Regions from separate parts of the Triticum aestivum genome. Here region 1 is linked to region 2. A link is a contact called in public Hi-C data. All regions are on one chromosome and are shown on one strand. Each heading gives the region's core, a stretch centred on a gene start, on an enhancer-like site or on the middle of the called end of the contact. The rest is flanking DNA. Distances are from core to core; before and after follow the strand shown. Region 1 holds the start of LOC123043684 (B3 domain-containing protein Os07g0679700). Region 2 holds the start of LOC123043682 (cytochrome b-c1 complex subunit 10, mitochondrial).

What was found. A called contact is a pair of places that touch in the nucleus more often than the background predicts.
Region 1: a contact with region 2 is called in a Hi-C map of leaf, with 3 times the contacts expected there. The contact joins the promoter of LOC123043684 here to the promoter of LOC123043682 in region 2. A contact is called at or near these places in 3 of 5 Hi-C or Micro-C datasets (all in leaf) and 1 of 1 datasets of contacts at active chromatin or transcription factors (leaf).

The regions. Positions count from the first base shown.
Region 1 is chr2B:97,304,402-97,307,101 of IWGSC CS RefSeq v2.1, reverse strand. LOC123043684 (B3 domain-containing protein Os07g0679700) reads right to left here and starts at 1,391. Exons shown (of 12, transcript XM_044466207.1): 1 at 887-1,391; 2 at 28-109. The coding sequence starts at 1,023.
Region 2 is chr2B:97,154,824-97,157,523 of IWGSC CS RefSeq v2.1, reverse strand. LOC123043682 (cytochrome b-c1 complex subunit 10, mitochondrial) reads right to left here and starts at 1,424. Exons shown (of 2, transcript XM_044466206.1): 1 at 1,168-1,424. The coding sequence starts at 1,296.

The DNA of each region.
Region 1 (2,700 bases), core at 142-2,641, 150 kb before region 2:
CACAACATGTGTCACAGTCTCACTCACCTTCCCACAAAACGAACAGTCCCTCCAACCGGACTCCTTTTGGTGGAATATATCGCAGAAGACAAACTGCTCGAACGCCAACCTGAGCGCAGAAGAAATGATATGGTAAATATCGACAGGTCCAGAAAATTGAACTGTAAATTGGTAGTAACAGTAATTTCCTATGTTGCAGGAAAAACAATCTTCAAATACTACTAGATTAAACATGTTTCTCCCGTCATCATCGAAAACGAACCGCAAGAGAACTTCCATTGTCACAACACCTAATAGTTACTGTCAAGCAAGCAGCAAGTCTGAGTCAACCATACAGGCCACAGAGGTGACTTTCACCAAGCAGCAGGCAATGTTTCCTCAAGCAAGCACCAACTCTGAGTCAACCATACAAGACACAGAGGTGACTCTTACCAATTCGGTCACAACTCATAAGCATAGAGGATCGATTTCCACAATTAAGCTGCTGCAAGCAATTTTTGGGTCGGCCCTGAGTAACTGAACGATTACACAAAATCTGAATTCAACATGAGCTCTACGCAATCAGGTAGTACTAACTATCTGTTCTATGTCGCTGGTAGGTATCCACGCAGGCTACAGCGAAGTCAACTCCGCTTTTCTGAAAAACTGCTGCTACACACGCGCAAGACAAAAAGGAAATCCACAGATTGCCCAACCGCAACAAGGAACAAAACATCGTCTGCCCGAGAGGAAAAGGCGCGGGGGGCAAAGGCAGAGCATCGAGACGAATCGATTCGTCCAGCCGACGAGCTAGCCAGCGAGCCAGCCATCCCGTTCGGAACAGAGCAGAGCACGCACGCGCAGAGAGAGCAGGCGCGGTGGAAGGGAGGGAGGGAGGGAGGCGTACCCGCACTTGTCGCAGAGCACGGCGAAGCCGCCGGATCGCAGCGGCCAGCCCTTCCTCCAGTCCCCCGCCCCCGGGGCCGGCGCGCCGCACGCCGCGTTCATGCACCTCGCCGCCGCCGCGGCGCCCATCCCCGCCATGGCCGCCCGCTCCGCTCCGTCGCGCGCGGAAGAGTCCGCCGCCCTCCCTCTCCGATCAGGCTGCTGCTGCTGCTTGCCCCCGCCGAAAAGGGAAAGCTGAGTCCACCTCGGCCCACCGCATCACCCACCCGCCCCCGCCCGAGATACGGAGGGAGAGAGGGAGGGAGGGGGGCTGCGCGCGGTGGGGGAGGCGTAGTTTTCCGCTGGATGTGGAGAGAGCAACCGACGCACGCACGAACGGGCGGGCGATCGGTGGCGACTGGCGCATGCGGTGCGGTGCGGATGCGGGGAAGCCAAGGGAGGGAGGGAAGGACAACGACGAGATGGGGGATGCCGGAGCTGCCTGCAAGCAGTACTCCTACTACTACACTACTACGAAAAGCAGATTGAGGAAGGAAATCCTTTTTCCTCCGTAAAATAAAGCCAGCTGAAAGCAACGGCCGGGATTTTTTAGGGGCGAGGCGAGCGAGCGTGGCTTTTTGTTCCTGTGCGTGCGTGCGTGCGTGCGTGCATGCACGACATGCCGTGCTTTTTCTATGGTTTCCGCCCCGCTGGCTGGCCGGCCGGCAGTTGTGCTGGCTGTTGCGCTGCGTTGCTCCCCTCCACGACGTCGGCTCGGCTGCGGCTCGCAGTCATGGGCGCACATGCCAATCGGCGGTGACCAGTCGTCAGGCCTACTACTACTATCACAGCCAGGCCAGGCCTTCACTCGTTCATTTCTCTATTGGTAGGAGTAGAAATGAGAGGAGGCACATGCTTTTGCGCATGCCTGACGGGGCACAGGGCTCGGTTTAGTTTATGGCGGATTGTTCTCCCGGAAGAAAACAAAAAGGAGACGATGAACTGCATGCGTGTCTGTGCCTCTGCCTCTGTGCTCTCTGCGCTGCGCTGCACCGAATTCAATGCGAGCGAGGAATTTTAGAATGCCAGCCAGTCCAGACGCCGGCCCGCCCGCCGGCCTTCAATGCCTCCGGCTCCGGCGCCGGCAGGCGGCCTGTGACGTCGCCTTCAGTCGGTGCGGCCGAGTAAACGCCGCACGCACGTTTCCAGCCGGCCGCGAGCGCCTCCTCTCATGAAGTGCACAGCCGCTCCGGCGCGGCACACGCGCGCACGCATCAAAGAGCTCACCTCGCAGCGAGCGAACACAGGGCAGAGAAAACGCAGCACAGGGAGAGGGAATTGAAGGCGCTCGCGGTGGCCCGGCCGGCCGGCGGGGCCCGCGCGGTGGCCGTCGCCGATGATCGGGGCAGAGGACGTGGCTCGCCGCGACGTGGACCGGTGGGGCTCGCAGTTTCCCGCGACGTCACGTGAGCACTGCGATCCCCCGCGCGCGCACGTTGCGCCTGTTGCCTACGTCGCGCGCATGCCTGGACGAGATGCTGGCGTCTACATGCACGCATGCTGCCGTCGGCCTCCGGCGGCTGACGCGTGGGACCCGGCGCGTCGACGTCGGGCTGTACGACCGGTGAGGTGGACGTAGAGTACGAGCGGAGCAGTGGTAGTACGTGCTACGTAGCCAGCGTCTCCGTGGCCACGAGGTGAGCGCGGCTACGTGCACCCGCCCGACATGGCGCACATCGCCGACGGCGACGGCCCGGGCGCACGGGCGCCGCGCCGGGGCCCGCGTGGAGGCGACCGGCGACTGTTCTCCTTTTTCCGGCGACGGCGACCGTTGCG
Region 2 (2,700 bases), core at 175-2,674:
ACCTAATAAACAGTATGTACAGAACTACTCCCTCCGTTCCGAATTACTTGTCTTAGATTTGTCTAGATACGGAGGTATCTAGCACTAAAATAAGTCTAGATACATCCGTATCTAGACAAATCCAAGACAAGTAATTCGGAACGGAGGGAGTAGATACTAAGTTCATAGCAGTGTAAGCATACATGACAGTATTAAAAAAATTACACATACATGCTCCAAATTTTCATGCATAACAGTCAGAAATAATGGAATACGCCAGAAAACATATTCAACAGAAGTGCCTTTTTAGAGAGGATCTACATTGATCATGTTTGAGACCTTCCAGGAGCTATTAGGCAGAATGCACATCTTAGTTATGTGAAGCTAAAGGCAAAGAAATCAAGCTGCCTCGGCAGAAACTATCAGGAGGAAGTGAAAGTTAATTCATGTCACCAAGATTGAACAATTAAAACTATATACTATTACCTATCAAAATTTTGCAAAACCGGAACTGTACTTTGCATCCAGGTTCTGTTACACTGCATAAGTGTTCTAACCAGTACTCCCACCGTCCGGAATTACTCGTCGCAGAAATGGATGTATGTTAGACATATTTTTAGTTCTAGATACATCCATTTCTGTGACAAGTAATTCAGGGCGGAGGGAGTAGAAGTGTGCCCTGTGCTAAACTTGCTTGTCAAATACTATCATGTTAGCATGATGTAGATAGGGCCATAGCTACTTCAGCATTTGCCTTGAACTATTTATTGCAGCACGTTCCTATCACCAAGGCACCTTGACAAACAGGGGTTCGCCAGAATAAATCTGTTGCCATCACATAATCACTTCGGTCTTCTCCTTCACCGTATACAATCCCAACGGAGCACTATTAAGATCCAAACAACAATTTTGACCACGTAATAAACTTCAGATAATCCCTCCCAGATCACACCATCGCAGCTCAGATCGCCGGGCCCGAAGACCGACCCAGCACGCCGCAGATCTAGGCCAACAACAAGCAGCTACACAGGCATGGCAAGATCGGATCTGGAGAAACCAAACCCTAACACCGATATGACAAACTACCCACGGATCGAGCGGCGGATGCGAGATGAAGCAAGGCTCAAAAGTGGCGGACGGTGGGTGCAATCGAAGGCGTAATCGCTAATTGACGGTTTTAACACGGACCTGGACGAGGTAGATGGCGGCGCTGCCGGCGAAGATGCCCCAGGTGGCGAGGGCGGTGACGTCCGTGGGCTGGATGCGGCGGGAGGAGAGGAAGCGGGAGAGGGTGGAGCTGGACGCCGGGAGAGCCATCGCCGCCGTTGATTCGCGTCTCGTTGCTTTTCTCTCTCTCTCTTCTCGGGGGCAGGTGAGGAAATTGGGCGAGAGGAAGGAGAAGACTTGTTAAAGTGCTTCCTGTGCGTTCTGATGGGCCTATTCAGAGACAAGGGAGGAAGGTGAATGGGCCCAGTCCATCTCATGGGCCTAAAATCGTATCTAGCCTCTTCGGCCATGAGGCCCAAACCATTCCACGCTGTCAAAGATTGGTGGAATGACGTCATTCACATCCATGGACACCCGTGCAAAGCATTGGCATCCCTCTTTTTTACATGGAAAATCTGCAACAAGAGGAAGGCAAGGGTGTTCCAGAATGTGTACGCTCCACCGATGCCTATCCTCGCCAAAATCCGCCGAGAGGCTGCTCATTGGGCCATCGCCGGCGCGAAACATTTCAACGCAATCATGATGACACGAGAGTAGTTCTTTTAAGGCCATTTTGGTGCCCTCGGGCGTGTGTTCTAACTTTTAAAGCTTCTTCTCAATTAATGAAACGCGGAAAAACCTTTTGCCCATGTTTCATTTTTTTTCTTTTTGGCTGAAAGAGGTCTGCAAAGCTATATCTGACGACACAACTTATAGTGAGAGACAACGGGCATGGCAAGAAAATACATTGGTGGGCGTGATAAAAGTTATGCTTTCCCAACAATAAATCTGGTATGAGGTCTTGAGATTTTTTTTTGTGGGCGAAGGTATCGAGATATTCACTCTTTTAACTTGGCAATGCTTGCTAAGCAAGTGTGGCGCTTGTTTGGAATCACCTGATTCCTTGTGTGCTCAAATTCCTCGGGCAAATGGATAGTTGCCGAGCACTAAACCAAAGAAGGGCTCTTCCTTCGCCTAGCAAAGCTTATTTGTAGGAATACAAACTTCATAAAGTTTGATCAAATTTATACTTAAAAATATCAACATCCATAATATTAAATATATACAATATAAAAAATAATTTCATGATGCATTACATTTATTTGATATGATGAATGTTGATATTTTTTCCTGTAATTTTGACTTGAGAGAAAACTTATATGCAGAGTAAAAGGAAACAAAGGGAGCATTTGGAGAGTGGACAATGGTGAGAGCATTAACCTTTTCGTGAATTAACCAACACCGCTCGTATTTTACATTTGCTACTTCCTCCTCTTTGCCACGGTGTTTCCTTGCATCATATACCCTATTTGTGCTCTCACTACTGTGCGGCATAGATGGCTGGCCATTCATTCACTTGACAGGAAAACTCAGCAGGATGAGCTCGAAGGAGACCCAAGAACAATGTCATACTTACAGAGTAGGCATTATTAGTTATTGTGATGGATCATGCCCATTCGACCAACCTCTTCATGGGCCTCTGGTTCAGCGAGGTGGTTAAGGTTCACATTCTAG